3 separate regions of the Sus scrofa genome follow, and all the other regions are linked to region 1. The links are chromatin contacts, called in public promoter capture Hi-C maps. All regions are on one chromosome and are shown on one strand. Each heading gives the region's core, a stretch centred on a gene start, on an enhancer-like site or on the middle of the called end of the contact. The rest is flanking DNA. Distances are from core to core; before and after follow the strand shown. Region 1 holds the start of LOC110256335 (basic salivary proline-rich protein 3-like). Region 2 holds the start of EIF2A (eukaryotic translation initiation factor 2A). Region 3 holds the start of SIAH2 (E3 ubiquitin-protein ligase SIAH2).

Region 1 (3,840 bases), core at 373-2,872:
CCCCGCTGGGCCAACTTGGCCCCGGGTCAGCGCTGCGGAGCGCGGCTCCAGTTGCGGGAGAGGCCGCCGGCGCCCTTACCTCCTTCTGCTTGGGGTCCTGCGGGTAGACGTCGGGCGGCCCGAGCCGGGGGCGTTTCAGCGGTCTCTGCTCATAGCTGAGAAGCCCGAAGGCGGCCATGATCTCTCATGTTAACCGGCGAAATGAATGAGAGTTGGAGCTGGAGCAGCCGCCTCTGAGCACCAGGGAGCAGCACTTTGCAGACAGACTCCCTCTCTCCCCCTCCTTGCTCGCTCGCTGTGGCGCTGCAGGCAGGAATAAAGCAGGTTGGATGCTGCCGCTGCCCGGCACGCAGACACGCACTGATGGGGGCAGCCTTAGGCTGGCACCCCGCTGCGCTGGAGCCCCTGGGACATACCGCTACCGGAGGGGCTTGGAGGTCTGCCAGGGTCCTCCGCGGCGCCCGCCCCCGGTCCCCTCCACCCAGTCCCCAGGGGGAGGAGCAGCTGATGGGAACGTGTGACTTTTTTCACCAATGGACCCAAACCAACCCAGCCCGGCGCAGGGTGGGGGAAGGGCACGGGGGGGGAAAAAAAAAAAAAAAACTTTTCTTGGCGCCCCAGGCGGGTGGCTCAAGTGCTCGCCCAAGGAAAGGGTGGCCCTCCTACCCGAGGGAGAGAATGCGGAGCGGCCCGCCCCTGCCCCGCTCTTCGGCTGAGACCTTCCCCCGCCACCACGCGCCCCGCAGACCTCGCCACCTGGGCGCGGACCTGGCTAGGAAGGAGGGAAGCCTAGGAGAGAGGCCTGGAGGGAATGAGGGAGTCAGGGATGCGGACGGTGAGGAAGCGGTCAAAGCCTCCTAGACGCCCACAGGGCTCCGGTGGCGCATCCGCGGCTCGGGTCCCCTCGGCGGCTCTGGGAAGGCGCCGAGGCGCACTGCTGGCGGTCGCGGCGGCTGGAGGGGGCCGTGCTCACGGTGGCTCGGGGCCGACTTAACCCTTTGCTGCCCCTCCAGGGGCTGGGGAAGGAGGGGGGTTGAGGATTGGCAGCGAGAGCCGACGGGGGCAGCTAGTCCGCGGGCGTCTCGAGCTCCTCCTGCCAGCCGCCCTCTTCCCAGCCGCAGCTCCTCCTCCCTCCCAACCCCCGCCCCCAACAGTTTACCTGTTGGTCCCCGGCTAGTGGGCAGGGGCCGCCGACAGCGGCGGCACTTGGGCGGCCGCAGCCTCCATGATTCGGGCTGGGATGGGGGGAGGACTGGCTTTGATCTGATTTGTAAGGTATCGGTCTCGGCCAGGAGAGCTCCAGGGACGCCGCGAAGTTTGCCACTGTCTGGGGGCGGCTGGCGACGCCGGCTCGCCGCCGCCGGCGTTCTCGCCCCCACGGCCCGGGAGCGCGAGCTTCCGAGTTGGCGGACGGCGGCGCGGCGGCCGCACTGAGCATGCCCAGCTCGGCTGCCGGACCGCGGAGGAGTTGGCTGCGAGCGCGCTCCGATCCGCCTCTCCGGGTTTTCACAGCCGCAGAGCGCGCAGCCCGCGGGCCGGGGCGACGGAGCTGGCCCTGGGGTGAAACTGGGCAAGGGAGAGGGCGCCCCCAGGATCCCTTTCCCGGCCGCAGCCTGCGCCATCCTCCTCGACCTTTCCTAAAGTCGCTGTCCCCTCGGCCTGAGCCGGAAACCTCACCTGCGCCGGGCTTGCGGAGGGAGGGAAGGGATCCTCCAGGGGAGACCTTGGTCATCCAATCCGCCTGCGCTCCCCGCTCGCTTTGGGGCGTGGGCACCCAGATGCTGGGCCACCTGCCGCGAGCACTGCTAGACCGGAGCCGCGGAGGCGGGCCCAGTCTGTCCCGAGGGACCTCACGGGAGGCGCGCCTGGGAGGATGCGCTCGGCCAAGAATGATGGCTGCCATTTATGGAGCCCTTGCTTCGTGCCAGGGTCTTGGCAGTAAAGGTCTCTGATCCTTAAAAAAAATAAAATAAAATAAATTTTTAAAATTACAAGGCTTTACTGTACTCTTTTTATAGATAGAGAAATCAAGTCAGCTTAGGGAGACCTGGTGGCTTGCTCAAAGCCACAAAGCAAACTCTGCCGGATCCTAAGTTTCTGATCAGTTCTCCACGACTTGGAATTGGAAGGCCTGAAATGCCCTTGCCCGATAAGGTCAGGTTCTCCCACCTTAAGGAATTTCTCAGACTCCTAGTTCCATCCTCTATAAGATGATGGAAGCAGAATCTAACCCAAAGCCTTTGCACAGTGCCTGGAACATAGTAGGTGCTCAGGAGATGCTGGCTAACCCTAATGATCTACTTAACACTGCCGACTTTGAGCAAAGGATGGAGGGGAGGGGTGAGAAAAGGGTAGATAAGGCATGGCAACTTTGTAGGAGGCTAGTTCCTCATTCCCGACTCTGACCTATTAGCACTTCCCAAAGCACTTCCCTGAAGCCAAGTCAGGCCTGTAGTTTTTGAAATCTTTACTCAGTCTGAGCAAGTACTTTTAGAAAACAGTTACTTCCACCAAGAGGCATTTCCTGACAGCTCTCCGCACCCTCCCCCAAGGATTTCTCTTCCATTTATACCCTAGGTGTAACTTCAAAGCTGAACTTGCGCTTGGGGTATAAGCATCCATCAAATCGAGATTCCTTGCTTGAGAAACAGCAATTAGACAGTTACCTAATTTTATTAGGAAAATTGTCAATACATCAGAACACTACACAGAAAAAATGGCATAGTGAACCCCCAAGATTTCATCTCCCATCTGTGACAATTACCAAGGTTTTGCCATTCTCTTTTAATTCCACCCACCCCCCGAAACAGTGACATACACTGGAGGGGACAGTAATTGTTCACTGCTGCAACATAGTTACTTAACATGGAACCTGGCCTATAGCGAGCTCTCAAAAAAATGCTTGTTGGCTGGTGGCATGGATGCTAGGTGGGTGAGTAGGTGTGTGGATAGATTGATCACTGATGGTACCTTGGGTATGCCTTGTGCTGATACACAAATCTGGTAGGGAGATGTAACCTAAATTCTTCCTTTAGAATATCTTGGCCTCCAATTGTCCTCCACAAAGGAAAAAACTTGTAAAGGACTCAAAATGCTATCTAACTATAAAGACTTTAAAATCAAAATGAGTTAGCAGTGTGTCTACTGTTTGGGTAAAAGTGAAAGACAGTTTTCTGCTGGTCTCCCTTCTTAATTCCCTACCTTTTTTTTTTTTTTTTTTTTTTTTAAGGCAGCACCTGCAGCATATGGAAATTCCCAAGCTAGGGGTGGAATCAGAGCTGCAGCTGAGACCTACACCGCATCTTGAGGCAATGTGGGATCCTTAACTCACTGAGCAAGAGCGAGGGATGGAAACTGCTGAGCCACAACAGGAAATCCCCTCCCTTGTTCTGAGACACTCTAGCATGGATTTTTTTCCCTCTCATCATTTAAAAAGAAAAAGTGACATTTTGAGTATGCTGAGACAATTCCTCAGAAATCATCTTTTTACTACCTAGACTTCCCAGGGGTTTGCCTCCCTCACCCTGGCATTTGCCCTCTTCACAACCCACCATCATCTACCAACCCGACTTGCCTTAATGCCTCACCCCAGTTCGCTTTCACTCCTGTTTCCAAATATGAAATTCCCAGGCCCTTTTTTTTCTGATAGCCACCTAAGGACATTCCTTAGAGTCCGGACTCTGTAATGAAGCCCACAAAAAACTCTTGAGGCACAAAAGCATCCTTTTGTTCTTTTAGAACTCTTAGCACTTAATTTTCATTCTCTTATTTTTTTCTCACCAGTTTTATTGGGAAATAATTGACACCCATCACTGTACAAGTTTAGGTATACAGCAAGAT
Region 2 (3,840 bases), core at 986-3,485, 510 kb after region 1:
CATAGAAGTGACAATGCTGGATCCTTAACCCACTGAGCCATGAGAGAACTCCAAGTGTGTTTTTAAAAAAGGGTTTGGAAGAAAATGCATCTATTGTTGACAGAAATACCTATACTAAGAATGTTTAAAAGATTGATCAGTGTGTTCTAGTGAAAGAAAAATGGACCATGTTGTTGAATGATTGAATATAATCCTGACAGCCACTTTACTTATATGTCCAACCACTTAAGTTCTCTAAGACACTATACGAAAACACTAGAAGCAGACTGACAGATAACCTTTCACCTCTTATAACATCCTTGATTTTAAGCACTGTAAGAAAAGTGTCACTCTTAGTTAATCTGACTACAAAGAAAGTAGTTGTCCTTCATTAATTTATTCCTCCATTAAACATTGTGTCTACTGTTTACCAGACACTGTACTTGGAACTGAGAAGAAAGGGAGGAATACGCCTCTGCTCCTGCCTTTAAGGTGTTCACAGTATAGCAGGAGAGGAAAGCACCTAAACAACCAGATAATTATCCTATGTCTTAAGTGAAAAAAAAATCCAAGTATATATGAGGCACAAAAATTGCCTGGTGAGAGAATGACTACTTAGGAAAAGGAAAGACTTTACAAAGTAATGGTGTCTAAAACAAAATTTCAAAAATAAAAGGAAATCAGCCAAATCAAGAGGAAGAGGGTAGTGTTAGACTGAGGAAACAGGTTATTCAAGGGTTTTATAAGCAGTTCAGTATTGATGGGGAACAAAATAGGATGGAATGGCCAGAAATAAAATGAATGCCAAGCATGTTATAAAGGTTCTATATGCTATGCTATGCTATGCTAAGCAGGATGGAATTTAACCTTGTAAGCAGTCACTGTAAGGATTTTAAAAGGGAAGAAAAAGGATCAGATTTGCAATGTGCTAATTTTTAAATTAAAGTTCAAATAAGCATTTAGTATTCCAAAATTGAGGAACATACATGCTACCTTTATGATGCTAGAGAAACAAATTCATTTAATTATGTAATTACACTTTTTAAACAGTATGCGTCTGGCATATTATCTAACAAATTAGTATTTGATAAATGTTCTCTTTTTCTTTTAAGATCGCACCTGCAGCATATGGACGTGCCCAGGCTAGGGGTCCAATGCATCCTCACGGACACTTACATTGGGTTTTAACCCGCTGAGCCACAACAGGAACTCTGTATTTGATGGATGTTTGATGAATGAACTGTGGTAGCCAGATTGTATATGAATGGCCATGGTGTTTAGCAACAAAGATTTCAAAATGTAATGGTAAAAAGTGCAAAAGCTTTTTAAGCTTCCTTTCAAGTCTTGGGGGAAATAACCTCTTTCCTCAAAAGCAGACCACCTTTCTCTCAATTGCTTCTTTTCCCTTCCATACGTTATTAAGTTATTGGTAACTTAATTAAAGCCTTCTTTTCCCTCCCAACTCCTCTCTAAGAAGATGACGCTCATATGAGACTCCCAGCCAATCATTACTCTAATCCAGAGTCATTGCAGACATTGTCCAAGACTAAGTTTATTTTCTTCTCCAACATTATAAACTCTACTTCAGCTTCAAAACCTCAGAAATCCTGTAATATCTGAACGTTGCTACTTTATAATGCTCACTTCCACCACTCCAGACCACAGAAATCCAATGAAAGCCTACACCACCACAGGTCCACTTGCTCTACTCAGTCCTACAAATTTCATAAAGTCAAGGAGTACAGGATTTGGTATTACTTAAATTCAAATATATTTAATGTGTTTAGTTATTCTACTGGACTAAGCCATTTGTTTACTTTTTCCGCCTTATTACAGAGCTAAATGTCTGCACACTGTCAACAAAGCCTGTCGCAACCTGGTAAGCGTACGTGTTACATCAGTACTGCAGACCCAAGGCAATAAATCCCGCTAGCACTCTCTGTTCTTAAGCCCCTTCCTCTATTCCTGTAGACCTTGTAGTGTCAGGGAATAATGATGGATGGGCAATAGGGAGGGGGAATGCTGGAGCCCAGAGGCGGGGGCCTCACTTCCGATTGCCACGCTACACCAAGAAATCCAAAAGGCCCTCCAGCTCTTCTACAACCAATAAGAAAAGGTAAATCTAACTCAGAGGCTCCTTGGGTAGTCCCAGAGGGAAAAGACACAAAAAAATACTGCTCTGAAGAAGCACTCCCTTGGTTGCTCGGAACTCACCTGTCAGGAGCGGCGCGGACGGCGCCATCTTGTCCCGGGAAGAGAAACTCTTACGCCTGGGTCAGAGTTCACGAGGGCCGAACCCGGCCCCAACACGTCTCCTCCGGCGTGCAGACTACGAACTGGTGTTTCCGGGGCCACCGGCCTCGGGGCTAACTCGCTTCCGGTTGGAGAGCTTGAACGGGCACTGGCGGCTCTGGGGCTACCCTCTACGGAGCGTGAGGGGGCGGGGCTAGAGCCGGTGCGTCGGTCTTCACCCCTCCCTCTCCGTCTTCCTCGGCAGGCGGAGCCCGCCCAGTGCTGACGTTGGCAGCCGAACCCGAAGTAGTTCGAGCCGACGGGCTGCGCTGTCCGGTTGTTGCGTTGCATTTCCTTCCTCTCTCGCTCCACGCTCCAGCAGCGGCCAGAGCAGCGGCGCGAGAATATCCCGGCGGCCTGCTCTCCTCCTTCGGCGCGCCCTCTCGCTCGGCCAGCGTCGTCAGTCAGTCGTCAGTCAGTCGGTGGCCCGCGCCCGGCTAGCGCTCAGGCCCAGCGGCCAGAGCTAGCGCCCAGCCTGAGAGCCAACTCGCTCCGGCGGCGCGGGCACCGGGAGTGGAGTGTGGGTCTCGGGGGCCCTAGGGCAGGCGAGCGAGCGAGGCCGAGGGGTGACCGGGGCAGGTCGTGGCGCCGCGAAGATGGTCGCCAAGCAGCGGATCCGTATGGCTAACGAGAAGCACAGCAAGAACATCACCCAGCGCGGCAACGTCGCCAAGACCTCGGTAAGGGAAGAGCGGGCGCCCCTCTCTGTTCCGCCAAGGCCCGGGGCTCCAGGGCCGCGTCGAGCTCTCCTCCCAGACCCGGCCGACTCAGGGGCTGGAGGCCACGAGTTGGACGCTAAGTTGGGAACTCTGGGAGGTGGGTGCCGGAGCTGGGCGGCTCGGGATCGCAGGGAGACCTGTCGGGTGCGGGGACCCAGCGACCTGGCTCGGGGTGCAGGCGGTGGGATACCAGGGTCAGAGTGGGTTTTTTTGCATTGGAAACCGTGGATTTGCCTTTTTGCAGAGAAATGCTCCCGAAGAGAAGGCGTCTGTAGGACCCTGGTTATTGGCTCTCTTCATTTTTGTTGTTTGTGGTTCCGGTAAGTGTTTTGTAGCCACCATCGGGTAGGGTGTTGGATGACGGGTTCGAGATGACGTGGTGACCATCAGTGGTGAATCCTGCCGCGGAGTCTCAACCCACCTGCTGGGAGCCCCGCATAATTCTGTTTCATCTGAATCGAATTACTTGTCCCACATATGCACAGAGGGTGGTGCTCTAGAAACTTCTCCCCGCTTGATTTGCGTTCACAGAAGAGTAGAAAAGGAGGTCAGGTCCTTAGTAACGATCTAGTTGAAAGAAATGTAGACCAAAACAAGAAACAAAAACACCTCCCAGAATAAGAATTTAGAATGTTTTGCAACCTTTGTTGCAAAAGAGAAACTTAGGAACTTCATGTACATGTGGATGTTCGAACTTAATTTAACGTATTCCGTAAATCTAAGGTCTGTATGTCAAAATTGGTTACGTCTTATAAAAAAGTAAATCTGATGCAAAGAATTGATTCACTATAGAAGAAATGTAGCTGATTGACAATTTAATGTGTGAAACAAATGTTTTTAGTTTAAAAAA
Region 3 (3,840 bases), core at 927-3,426, 300 kb after region 1:
GAAATAGCAACAACAACAACAACAAAAAAAAAAAAAAAAAAAAGAAGGAGGGCTCTGGAGCTTTTCTAATATGATCAGCTGTATGATCTTGAGCAAATTAATCTCCCTGAGTCTCATTTTCTTCAACTATAAAATGGAGATAACAATAGTACCTAGCAAGTAGGATTGGGGCGAAGTCCTTTGAACCAGTCATGCCCCATACACAGTGAGCACTCAATAAATATCAGTTATTATTATTTTGTATTCCCCTGGAGCATCCTTCCAAAAACCCAGATTCAGCCACCACCTCACAGCACTTTTCAAATACCTACAGGGGTTACTCCTTGTCACTGAGATAAAGGTCTTATCAGGCCAACTGAGACTCCCATGCACCATCCCCACTGCCCCCCTAACCAAGCCCCAGTGCATCTTGCTTTAGCTGCTGCTACAATGCCTTCATCCCCACCCCATGGCACCTGTTCTTCTGAAATCTTCCAAAAGTGTTTGGTTATTGGCATTGCTCCCTTACTAGAAATGAGACTGAAGGAGAACCATTCTCAGAGCCCAAACAGTGGTTGGTACATAATAAATGCTTGGGAAATATCTACTGAATGATTGAATGACATCACATCTATTAATTTTTTTCATGATTTAGATTAATTCCACCAATTCAAGCACGTAGGCTTTCTAGATACCCTGTATAAGATTAAACTTTCTTCTGGGCTCTAATAGAGTATTTCTTGGACAAGTTTTATTCACTAATATTTACTAACGGTAAAATTCACTAATAACATTTTTAAATAATAACAGCTAACGTTTAAGCAGTGCTTATGATGGGCCAGTTTCTTGGCATAAGTCAAACTCATTTAACCCTCACCACCCCACCTATAAGACAGGCACTGGGGTTTTGTTTTTTTTGTTTACGGTGGCTGTAGGTGATTTTTTTTTTTTTTCGTTGCACCCTTGCATCCTTTATGCTATGCCAGGGACTGAGTCCGAGCTGCAGCTGCGACCTAGGATGCAGCAGGACAATACAGGATCCTTTAACCCACTGCCCCACCGGGACCAAACATACACCTCCCCAGCCACGGGAGCCACTGCAGTGGAATTCTTAACCCAGTGTGCCACTGCAGGGACTCCTAGAGAGGTACTGTTTTTATTCCACTTTTTCAAATAAGGAAATTGAGACGCAGAGAAATAAAGAACTTGTCCAAAGTCACACAGATGGTAAGCGGAGGACACCGCTCTTCACCCAGGCCTGACTGTTGTTCCTTACCACTGTCTCTCCTGCAAGGAATCGCCTGATTCCCAGCTACGTAGCCCCTTCCCCCAGTTCCAAGGTCAGGGGCTCGAAGTAAGCAGAAAAGCAATTTAACTCAGTACACATTAACTCGTGGTTCCCTCCAGGCTACCACCCTTCTCTAAGGCTTCGGCTTGGCGTGCAAAACGAGTACCCACATCTTGCATCAAAGTTGTGCACTTCTGACGGGTCTCAAAGATGAGGCTGTGTTGTATTGGAGGGGGTCACCCACTGTCGTCGCGTGTTTCAAGACCCAAGCCACATTTCTGGCACTCCTAGAATCTGGCAATCTCGAACTCTCTTTTTAGCAAACACTGACCACGAACTGCCTCCCGGGCCTGCCAGCAAGTCAGATGCTTTGAATTCAACGAAGGCTTCGGCAGGTCAGATGACAACAGGAATAGTTTACCTCCTCCCCGCCTTAGGCAGCAGGACCAAGAAGTGGTTCAAACACATCCTTAAGCGCCCAGCGCTAGATCCTGCGCCGCTGCAGACCTGATCCAAGCCCCTCGTCCTGCTCCATGCCTAAAGCTCCGTGTCTCGACCCAGAGCTCCATCCTAAGTGCCAGGTTGGCGGCGCCGCACGCCTTCTCAGCTCTCTGCTGACTCAACCCGGGAAAGCGTAACTAACCTCTCGTTTTTTTCCGACCAGTCCAAGGACGCCCGCGTCCCGCCCCGCCCACCACTCAAGCCCCAGCCCCGCCTAAAGTTGCCCTTCTGGTTTGCGCCCGCGGGACGCGTCAGCGTGTCTCCCCGGGGTGTGGCTAAAGGACTTCAGCGACGCCTTTCTGAAGGGCGGCCCCCTCCGCAACCCGGAAAGGCAGATCCCGCGCGGCGGCGGCGGCGAGTCGGGCATGCTCACTGGCGCGGGCCGGGCCGGCAGCCCTGGCAGGAAGCGCCCGCGCTAGGCGGCCCCCGGCGCTGCCAGCTGGAGTCGGGCGGAGCCGGCGCCCCAGCGCAGGGTGGCTCCGCCAGTCCCCGCGCGCCTGGGCGGCCTCACACGTGTCCAGGCGTCACGTCCGCGCGCGCCCCCGGGGCTTGCGTCAGCTGCTGCTCCGGTAGCGGGTGGGCCGAGGTTCTGCGTACAGCTCGGCTTTGGGGCCACGACGCCGCGGGGAGGAGGAGTCTGGGGGTGCGGAGGGGAGTTCGGAGCTCCCGGGGCCGCAGAGATCGTCGGCGTGGTCCAGTCCCCCGCCTGCCCGGCGCCGACTGTCTTCACTGCTTGGTCCTGGGCTGGGCGCGGTGGCGTTGCCCCGGAGCCCGCCGCCCGCGGGGCGCGCACCGCCTTGACCCCGGCGGCCCCGCGGCAGGCAGGCGCCCGCAGTTCCATGGTTGGTTCAGAGCGCGATGAGCCGCCCGTCCTCCACCGGCCCCAGCGCTAACAAACCCTGCAACAAGCAGCCGCCGCCGCAGCCCCAGCACGCTCCGTCCCCGGCTGCGCCCCCGGCCGCCGCCACCATCTCGGCTGCGGGCCCCGGCTCGTCCGCGGTGCCCGCCGCGGCGGCGGTGATCTCGGGCCCCGGAGGCGGCGGCGGGGCTGGCCCGGTGTCCCCGCAGCACCACGAGCTGACCTCGCTCTTTGAGTGCCCGGTCTGCTTTGACTATGTCTTGCCCCCAATCCTGCAGTGCCAGGCCGGGCACCTGGTGTGTAACCAATGCCGCCAGAAGTTGAGCTGCTGCCCGACGTGCAGGGGCGCCCTGACGCCCAGCATCAGGAACCTGGCTATGGAGAAGGTGGCCTCGGCAGTCCTGTTTCCCTGCAAGGTAAGCTCAGGTGCCAGCTGCGCACTTTTCCCGGCGACCTGAAACTCCCTTATCCTCCAAACCACTCGCAGGCGCTGGGAGGCAGGCGGCATCTCTCTTATTTTAACAACAACAACAACAAAAGTTTACACCTTGTCCACCCTCCCCCATGCCCACCTGTCCACTTTGGGAGTAGCTTTGGGGTGACAGCTGCCCGATCACTGACCCCAGCCTAACTGGCACGCGATCGCTGTTCGAACACATCACAGCTCTCCCACCGGGAGCCTGCGTACTCTGCAGACGTGTACTTGGGTGTGCTTGGTAGAGCTGGGCCGCTCAAGTAAAACTTGGATCGGGAAGCTGACCATCTGTGAGGGATTGAAGAAGGGGAAAAGGGTAAACTAAACGCACCCTTTACCAGCACTGGCCTTGGAAGGAGTGGTACTAGATTCCTCCTGCATGGTTTTGCGCACCCCTGACACATGGGAGCCTTTTGCACACCCCTGACACGTGGGAGCCCTCCGGAATGAGGCTAAAAAAAGGGTACCTATAGCCTGTTTTCCTCCAACAATAAGAAAACCCTCTAAGCCATGCCTTTCCCTCTCCTAGCCTTCAGAGTTTTGTGTTTTGTTTTGTTTTTTACTAAGGGGTGAAAACAAGAGTTGATCAGGAATTTAACAGGAAGGGCATTCAGGAGCTGTTACAGTTCTTTAAAGAACATTGGTTTATTTTTTATTCAGTTTAAAAAGTTATCCATGCTCTTGAAAAAAAAAAAGAAAAAGCCAACTACTAAGACAAGAAAAAACAAGTGAAAGACC

Evidence for each region. Promoter capture Hi-C pulls out the DNA fragments that hold promoters and counts their contacts.
Region 2: a contact with region 1 is called in a promoter capture Hi-C map of fetal skeletal muscle, with 2.9 times the contacts expected there. The contact joins the promoter of EIF2A here to the promoter of LOC110256335 in region 1. A contact is called at or near these places in 1 of 5 promoter capture datasets (fetal skeletal muscle) and 1 of 2 datasets of contacts at active chromatin or transcription factors (alveolar macrophages).
Region 3: a contact with region 1 is called in a promoter capture Hi-C map of fetal liver, with 3 times the contacts expected there. The contact joins the promoter of SIAH2 here to the promoter of LOC110256335 in region 1. A contact is called at or near these places in 2 of 5 promoter capture datasets (fetal liver and fetal skeletal muscle), 3 of 47 Hi-C or Micro-C datasets (mesenteric adipose tissue and skeletal muscle) and 1 of 2 datasets of contacts at active chromatin or transcription factors (alveolar macrophages).

What each region holds. Positions count from the first base shown.
Region 1 is chr13:91,269,653-91,273,492 of Sscrofa11.1, reverse strand. It overlaps LOC110256335 (basic salivary proline-rich protein 3-like), which reads right to left and starts at 1,622. Exons shown (of 1, transcript XM_021069815.1): 1 at 858-1,622. The coding sequence starts at 1,622. The coding sequence ends at 858. MED12L (mediator of RNA polymerase II transcription subunit 12-like protein) reads right to left here and starts at 1,905. Exons shown (of 46, transcript XM_021069608.1): 1 at 1,678-1,905; 2 at 80-303. The coding sequence starts at 178.
Region 2 is chr13:90,760,038-90,763,877 of Sscrofa11.1, reverse strand. EIF2A (eukaryotic translation initiation factor 2A) reads right to left here and starts at 2,235. Exons shown (of 13, transcript XM_021069601.1): 1 at 2,194-2,235. It overlaps SERP1 (stress associated endoplasmic reticulum protein 1), which reads left to right and starts at 2,478. Exons shown (of 3, transcript NM_001243260.1): 1 at 2,478-2,951; 2 at 3,235-3,310. The coding sequence starts at 2,868.
Region 3 is chr13:90,969,874-90,973,713 of Sscrofa11.1, reverse strand. SIAH2 (E3 ubiquitin-protein ligase SIAH2) reads left to right here and starts at 2,176. Exons shown (of 2, transcript XM_003358611.4): 1 at 2,176-3,043. The coding sequence starts at 2,627.